2 separate regions of the Triticum aestivum genome follow, and region 1 is linked to region 2. The links are chromatin contacts, called in public Hi-C maps. All regions are on one chromosome and are shown on one strand. The core of a region is the stretch at or near the end of the contact, and the rest is flanking DNA. Distances in the headings are between cores, read along the strand shown.

Evidence for each region. Hi-C and Micro-C count contacts between places; a contact is called where the count stands out from the background.
Region 1: a contact with region 2 is called in a Hi-C map of leaf, with 5 times the contacts expected there. The contact joins the promoter of LOC123070097 here to the promoter of LOC123070096 in region 2. A contact is called at or near these places in 3 of 5 Hi-C or Micro-C datasets (all in leaf).

The regions. Positions count from the first base shown.
Region 1 is chr3B:408,035,617-408,039,561 of IWGSC CS RefSeq v2.1, reverse strand. It overlaps LOC123070097 (V-type proton ATPase subunit c''2), which reads left to right and starts at 1,771. Exons shown (of 4, transcript XM_044493120.1): 1 at 1,771-2,045; 2 at 2,140-2,217. The coding sequence starts at 1,930.
Region 2 is chr3B:407,885,980-407,890,535 of IWGSC CS RefSeq v2.1, reverse strand. It overlaps LOC123070096 (N-alpha-acetyltransferase 50), which reads left to right and starts at 1,888. Exons shown (of 3, transcript XM_044493119.1): 1 at 1,888-2,300; 2 at 2,746-2,868. The coding sequence starts at 2,111.

The DNA of each region.
Region 1 (3,945 bases), core at 522-3,021, 150 kb before region 2:
GGGACACAAGAGACTCTTTGTTATTTCGTTGCAGGGTTGTTTGAGAGAGACCATCTTCATCATACGCCTCCTACAGATTGATAAACGTTAGGTCATCCACTTGATGGAAATTTGCTACCGTCCTACAAAACTCTACACTTGAAGGCCCAACACGAGTCTACAAGAACAAAGTTGCGTAGTAAACATCAACCACCGCCATTAACGCTCGCCGCTAGTAGCATGCCGACGAGGTTGTCGGTATGGGTGTGGCCGTTGCCGCCGCCTTCACTATGAACGTCGGCCATCGCGGTGCGCCCGAGCTCAAGTTGCATCCGCTGTCCCGAGGGAGCACCGACATCCGCGTCCACCGTGAGTTTCCGCGCCCAGCACCGACGTGTTGCTGCTCCCTGTCCGGTGACAACATGTTGTTGCTCGCTGTCCACGTCCACCGTGAGTTTCCATGTCGGGCGCAAACGTGTTGCTGCTCGCTAGAGTGGTTTCTACAACAAGGTCTCTGTTGCAGAACAACTATAACAAGACCTATGAAAAAAAATCCAACGAGACCTTTGTTGCAAAAATAAATAAATTGCAACAAGATCTTTGTTGCAAAAAAGAACTATAAAAATACCGTTGTTGTAAAAATAATCCGCAACTTAACCTGTGTTGCAAATTTTTCTGTTTCTGCAACATGACATGTGTTGCAATGGTAGGTGGTGAAGCTCGACCGCTCAATCATCTAGATCTGACGGCTCGCAAGGCGACCGTTCTTTTTAAAAGACCCGCCACCAACGCGTAGCAGCACCCTTGGTTTATGGAATACACTACCCTTCAGCTGGCTCATGCATACTCAACGTTCATCGCTTGCGTAGCCGTCGGATCAATCTTGATTGACCGCTCATACAAGCCCCTCACATCCTGTCCTTTTTTCCTACGACAAGGGTCTTGTTTCAGTTGATTTTTGCAATAGAGGACTAGATCAGTAATAAAAAAATGATTTGGTGATGAAAACATAGCTCGAGTTACAGGAAACGCCGAAGGAGCCCCCGATGTTAGAGAGTGAGAGCTCGGACATTGCAACACAAGGCATGTTTCAGAAACATAGCTCCAATTGCAGGAAACACTGAAGGAGCGCCCAACGTGGGAGGTCGTCACGGTCGTGCTGGAGTGGAGCTGGCGTCTGCTTGCAGGACTGAGGTAGAGGAGGAGTAGCAACTCCGGCAAGCAACGGCGCTCCATGCCCAAGACGCTCGGGCCATGGCAGGGCGGTGGCCTTTCTTGGCCAGTTGTTGTCTCGGCGGACCTTTGAAACAAGGTCTTTGTTGCAAAGCCCCTAAGTGCAATATGGTAGCTGTTGCAAAGGTTCTCAACTGGCTGGGTCGGAAGATCAGACGATTGTTTCAGACAACATTTGACGGTTGCCGAGGCGGCTGATCTAGTTGAGTTATCATCCGGCGGACGCGTAGCATTGTGCCCTTGTTTATTGCTTTTTTTAGGAGAGATTGGTTCATTGCTTCTTTCTTTTTTTGAGGCAAGAAAATTGGTTCATTGCTACGATCACCCCTAAGAAAAAGCAATGAACCAATTTTGTAGCAATGAACCAATTTTGTAAGCTTGGCCCAGTTGGGAGGTCTGGGCCTTTTCGGGTTGCTCCCGCTACGTCTCAAGACTGGCACCGTGGCACGTGACGACGACAGACACGATCTCCTCTCCCGCAAAAAAATAAAGAAAACACGATCTCCTCTGCGCCGTGCATAATCAGATCGGACGGAGCGCATACCATCGGGTCCCACCAAGGCTGGTTGGTCCCCGTGCAGACCACGCACACATCTTCTCCTCCATCGCGCCTCTACTCTCTCTCCTTTCCCAGTCACCGATCCAAACCATCGCGAGAAAAAAAAAAGATCCCCGATCCAGCAACGAGCGCGCACCGGTGAAGATCGTGGTGGGAGGATGTCGTCGGACTACTCGTCGTCGTGGGCGCGCGCGCTCGTGCATATCTCGCCCTACACCTTCTCCGCCATCGGCATCGCCGTCTCCATCGGTGTCTCTGTCCTCGGCGCAGCATGGTGAGACCTAATCTCCCCCCTTCCCAGCATAGCCTCGCTGGATCTGCTGCGCGCATCTGCTCATACTGCCCCGCTGCGGTTTTGCTGTTGGCAGGGGGATCTTCATCACGGGGAGCAGCCTCATCGGGGCCGCCATCAAGGCGCCCAGGATCACCTCCAAGAACCTCATCAGGTGAGGAATCTCTAGAGCCTTGCTAACCTGGTGGGCCTGATTTGGCTCGACGCCGTCTCCTCTGCACTGCGGTAGCTAGATTTGGCCTTGCTTGGTGCACTGTGAGCTCCTGATTTTGTTCTACCTTGAACTTGATGATGCCTGGTTGCGTCCAGGAGGGGTTCTTCTGTTAGTTAGCATTGTGTTACATGAAATTAACCGGCGGATGTTTGTGTAGAGCAAACTACCTTGCTTCTGGTGGTAATTTATTCAATTAGCTTGGAGGGGCCAATATTCCTTCCATGGTGGATTGCTTTAAGGTGTTAATACGATGAGTTGACTTACATCTCTTGGTAGGAAGAATACGATGAGTTGACTTACATCTCTTGGTAGGAAGAATCGGACATTATCTCATTGCAAACTATCCATGGGTAAGTACACTGATGATATCCTAACAAATGCCAACAACAAGCAATTGTTATTGCCTAGCTGAAATTTATATGTTTTACATTTTAGGGAGACCGTGCCATTATTTGTTGTGCCCCCCCCCCCCCCCCCCCCCCCCCGCGACTCATTTTGCCTTTATTATGGTATAGTTTGTATGTGTACACGTGTGCTCATCTGCTTCACTTCTCCTTGCTCCTTGACACTTAGCATGTGAACAAACTTTCGTGGTTATGATATAGATCCTTATGTCCATTGTTGTGTCAGTCACCGATCCTGAATCCTCATGTTTCCCACTTGATTAGTCTCGTTTTAATAAACTAAGTTAGCTGTTATGTAAGTCGTGACAATGATAGATAGAAAATCAAAGCAGGAGGCTCATTTTCTTTTCTTTGTTTTGCGGTTCCTCTGTTATGTTAGGGCCATCAAGTTCTTACAGTGGTCGTGTGGGATCTGGTCTAGTTCCTTAGTTGATCTTTATTATTTTATTCGTCATTGAACCTGTGTTTGTGGCTTTTATTGTTCTCTTGTTTTGTTGGAGGGCATGTTCGTTAGAATTGTAACAGCATAACAGATGAAAAATAGAGTGTTTCACGGTTTTGGCTTTACATCTACAATTGGATGTAGCACAAACATCCTCTATGCCCGTAGAGGAAGAAGCATGTTAGTGCATATGATGTACTGGAGAAACATTAGTCTGATAGAAACCTGGGAGCTAGACTGCCATTTTGTTGGCCAATAACAAAGCCTTTCAGTCCCAAACAAGTTGGGGTAGGCTAGAGTTGAAACCCATAAGATCTCGAAACCAAGTCATGGTATTGGCAGGTGGATAGCTAACTTCCACGCAACCCTGTCCATGGTTAGTTCTTTGGTGATATTCCAGTTCTTAAGATCTCTCCTTCCGGACTTCCATGTCAAGTTTGGTCTACCACGACCTTTCTTGACATTATCAGCATGCTTTAACAGCCTTCTATGCACTGGCACTTCTGGAGGCCTGCGTGCTATATGCCCAAACCATCTCAGGCATGCTGGACAAGCTTCTCTTCAGTCGGTGCTACCCCAACCGTATATCATCATTCCGGACCTGATCCTTTCTTGTGTGGCCACATATCCATCTCAACATGTGCATCTCTGCTACACAACTGTTGGACATCTCACCTTTTTGTTGGCCTTTTTGCGCATACAACAGCGCAGGTCGAATCGCCATCCTATAGAACCTGCCTTTTAGCTTTTGTGGCACACTCTTGTCACAAAGTATGCCAGAAGCTTGGCGTCACTTCATACATCCAACTTTGATTTGATGGC
Region 2 (4,556 bases), core at 639-3,138:
TGGGATGACGAACATGGCAGACCCTCCACTTTCGACAAGGATGAGTAAGGCATGGAAGATGGCGGGGGCTCGAGTCCCAAGTGGGTCGGTCTGTCTCCCATGTTCTACTCTTTCTTGCCGAGGACCGCACCACTTCGCGGGTCTTATCCCCGCCGCTCATGGAGACGGCAGATGGAGGACGCGGTCATCGGAAGGGAACACTAAGGACTTGGATGACGGGCACTGATGTAGGCTAGGTTTGGATCTGTCCCCCTTTTAATGAAAACTGTTCGAAATGTAATGAATGTGCTCCGTTTTGTATGAAGATCGTCCGATTTACGTGTAATTTATCCGATTTGTTGATACCTGGCTTGAAATATATGCGGTTAGTTTTGGATAATCTTCCTTTTTATTGTGTCTGTGAACTTGATATCCAATTCACGGATGACTAATTGGTGTGTTTGGTTGCCCGCATCGAGCCCAACCAGGCCCGCGCGGGAAGCAAGAGGCCTGTTTGGTTGCCTGGTTTCACTATTGGGGCTGCATCCCACGCTTTTTAAAGCAGTCCAGAGGCTGGCTCGCTGGAAACGCAGGAATCGGCAGTTTCTTGCGAGCCAGGCCGAGGCGAGCGCAAGCCAGCGAGCCCTTGCACGAGTGGAGACGGGAGGGATGCGAGGTGATTACCTGAGTTCTTCTTCAACCTTCAGTAAGCTCCTATCTAATCTCCTTCCTCTGATCTACACAACGGTGCTTCGATTTGGGGTAAGCTCTACACGAAAAAGATACACCTGATGCTATGGTTCCATTCAGGCGATCGGTTCGTAGTTTCGTCGGCCATAAGTTCTTAATCTCGTCTTCCCATTTGGAGTTATTCTGGACGAATTTTGTCAGATTCGTCGCGCACGATCGATCATTTGAAATTTCCTTTGACCAGCTGCCTAATCTTGCGGTTCCTCACAACATTCGTGTTGTAAGTTTTTGGTTTCGACTATCGTAGCTTCATCTCTTTTTGAGCAGCAGTCTACTGCACTAATGCCGCCATGTCGAGCTCCTCTAACCTCTGCTCAGAGCCCTCCTATTCGTCCCTCTCGACGCCGAAGCCCTTCCCCTTGATCTTCTTGCCCACGTCCTACTACACTAGAGTCGTTTCCGGCGTCGCTCATCTTGGCCTACTCTCTGTCGTCCTCCTACAGCACTAACGCTGCAATGGCGCGCACACTGCTTCTTGTGTCCTCTGCATCCGTGCACACTGCAGTTCGCCGCGCCACCGAAGGGGTCGATCATCTTGGCCTCCTCTCTCTCGCCCTACTACACTCGAGTCATTTCCGGTGTCGATCATCCCGACCTCCTCTCTCGTCCACTGCACTGACGATACCATGGCGCGGGCACTGCATTCTCCTCCTTTGTCGACTGTCTTTGCGCGAGCACCGCAACTAGTTCGCCGACGGTGTCGCTCGCCGTGCCGCCGATGGGGTCGCTCGTCCACGACTCCATGCTCGTCATGTCGGACACGACACCACGTCCACTATCCACCGCAGTCGTCATGGTCGGGCGCACCTGCATTTCTTCTCCCCCTTCCTCTGCTAGCTCTTAACCCTGTGTGCTAAGTGCAAGTGCTAGCTCTTAATCATACCCCATGCAAGCAACCAAACAGCGTGTAGTTGTATGCGCCGAGACAATGTAGACAACCAAACAACATGTCAAAGTTGATCCACTGATGCAGGCAATCCATATGCAGACAACCAAACAAGTTGCAGATGTCGCATATGAGGCTGTTTTTCGAAAGCCAGACTGAATGAAGAAGTGTATGGAATGCAGGTACTGTAGCTGACGGGAACCAAACACGCCCAATGTGTTCAGTTTGCGAGTCAGCGTCGGATATACCAACTTGCAAGAGCACGCAAGCGAAAGGCCTGGCTTCTAGTTCTAGCCCACCACCCACCCGCGGTCGGTGAGAACGCCGTAGGCCCGACGGGTCAGCGAGAACGGGAAGAAGTAGCGAAAACAGCTAAAGAGCGGAAGGGTTTTGGTCGCGAGTCGCACCCGCCGCCGTGGTCGCATCGCACGCAAACTTTCGAGTCTCGAGAGAGGCGACGAAGAGAGCGAGGGCGAGGGCAATAGGGCTTGGAGGATGGGCGCTGGGGAAGGAGAGGCAGCTGGGAGCAAGGAGAAGAGCAGCGGCGTCGCCCGGACGTCCCTGGACGGCCTGCGGGACAAGAACGTGATGCAGCTCAAGAAGCTCAACATGGCGCTCTTCCCCGTCCGCTACAACGACAAATACTACCAGGACGCCATCGCCTCCAAGGACTTCTCCAAGCTCGGTGAGCGCGCTCCCATCAGTCTTTTCCAATCTTGTTCTAATCCTTACCTCGCGCCGCCGGGACCGGTTCCATACCTCACCCGGTCTTCCATTGTATTGGGATTGGGATTGGGATTGGGGTTGTATCTATCTCAGTTCTCGGATCTGCAGACAGAAGGCAGAAAACAATTTACAACTTGCTACCAGATTGGGGAAGAAACCGCCATTAGGAATTTAGATTTTGGAATGGGGACGTGCAAATGCGAATGTGGATTTGATCTGCAAAAATAATTTCTTTGACCATAGAAGATCTTGGAGGGCGTGGGTAGGTTATTGTGCTGGGGATGTTTCCCGGATACACTGTTATATTGATTCGTCTGCTGGGTTTGGCTGATTTCATCTATGAGAAAACATGTTGCTGCTGGTGCTATTGTCTGACTGTTCATTTTTCCTTTCTGTGTTTGTAGCTTACTATAGTGATATATGTGTTGGAGCAATCGCTTGTCGCCTGGAGAAGAAGGAAGGAGGGGTCGTCCGTGTTTATATCATGACTCTGGGTGTATTGGCGCCCTACCGTGGTCTTGGTCTTGGTGAGAATTTTCCCTACCTAAATTCATTTTTGGCTATGTGAAGAGATCACCCTGTTGGGCGTGAGATCTACATATGCCTCACAAGTAGGATAACATGTGCACCTCCTTATCTGATTGCTGAAATTGTGAATTAAAATGTAATTGTTGGATAGTTGTAGGTACTGCATTTATCTTGCAACCTACTCCCTCCGTCCATGAATAAGTGTACTTCTAGCTTTTGTCCTAAGTCAGAGTTTTAAATTTTTGACCAACTTTATAGGGAAAAGCAGCAGCATTTATGGCACTAAATTAGTATCACTAGATCCGTTTTGAAATGTACTTTCATAATATACCAATTTGATGTCATATACTACTCTTTTCTATAAAGTTGGTCAAAATTTGAAAACTTTGACATAGGACAAAAGGTAGATGTACACTTATTCGCGGACGGAGGGAGTATTTTTCACTCAAGCAATGAACGATGATTGATCATGCTTCTGCCACCATCTCAATTGAATCAAAATGTGCCCAAAGTTTTCTGTTGATGTGCCACTGCCATAACGTCAATAATACAACTGTGGCAACTCTCCAGACCAAGCACATTGACCCTCACAATAGAAGTTGCCTGTGCGTCCACCATAGGGCCATGGCGTCCAATTGACAAGGCGGGCGGCTCCTTAAGCCGATTTTCGATGCCATATGCTTTCTGAGCAGGCACACACGGGAAGGAGAAGCAGGAGTGGGAGGGGGAAAGCAGGGGCGTGGAAAGGAAAAGCAGTGGGGCAGAAAATCTTGGCCCTTCTTCCTTGAACTATGTAGAACGGGGTGGGAAGGAAAAGCGGGCGAGGAGAGAGGGACAGAACAAGGTGAGAGTGGAGCAGAAAAAAAAAATCTGGTTCTGGCTTGGAGCGCCGCCTCCATGTGCCATCCCCGTATTGCAGAGCTTTGCTGCTTCCAGGTCTGCGTTGGTGCGGCATTGCCAGCAGCAGCTATGCTTCTTCTTTTTGGGTCTCTGCCAGCTTCTCCTCTCCCTCCCACGAGTCTTCCCCAGCTTTTCCTCTCCCTACCCTCCCTCTTCTTCAGCTCCTGCTCGCTGCTCTGTTCTGCTGTATGTGCCAGCAGCAGCTATGCTTCTGTTTGAGTCTCTGCCAGCTTCTCCTCTCCCTCCCACGAGTCCTCTCCAGCTTTTCCTCTCCCTACCGTTACAAGGTTACATGATAAAATGCTTGGACAACCTATGACAGCCTGCACCATCTAGGAAGGTTACAATCAAAAGGCAATAAGTGCAGGCCCTGCCAGTTGGCAGCCAAATCAGAAGACAGGGAGTAGTGCAAGCTAGTTAAGAGAGTTTAGAACAGAGATAATGGCTGGCCCTAGGTCAGCTTTTGTTCTATGGGTTAATAAACCAAAGTCAACCTTGAATCTGCTCCTTCAAGAATCAACTGATGGTACCAGGTTTCTGAAAAGTGTTGTTGCTTACATACCATGTTTTGTTGTATTTCGGCATTTGAGTGTGCATCAGGTTAATCTTATTCCCATGGGAAATTAAGGGAGCACTGTGCTACTAAATTGGTTGTATTGGGTGATTTAACTTGCTGTCAGACCAGGTTAGGGTGTGTCTATGAAGTCGCCTTGCCATATGCCGTAAGCGTTATAAAGTTATGAAGGGGGTGGGTTGCCACAAAATGCATTACGCATTTAAACTAAGG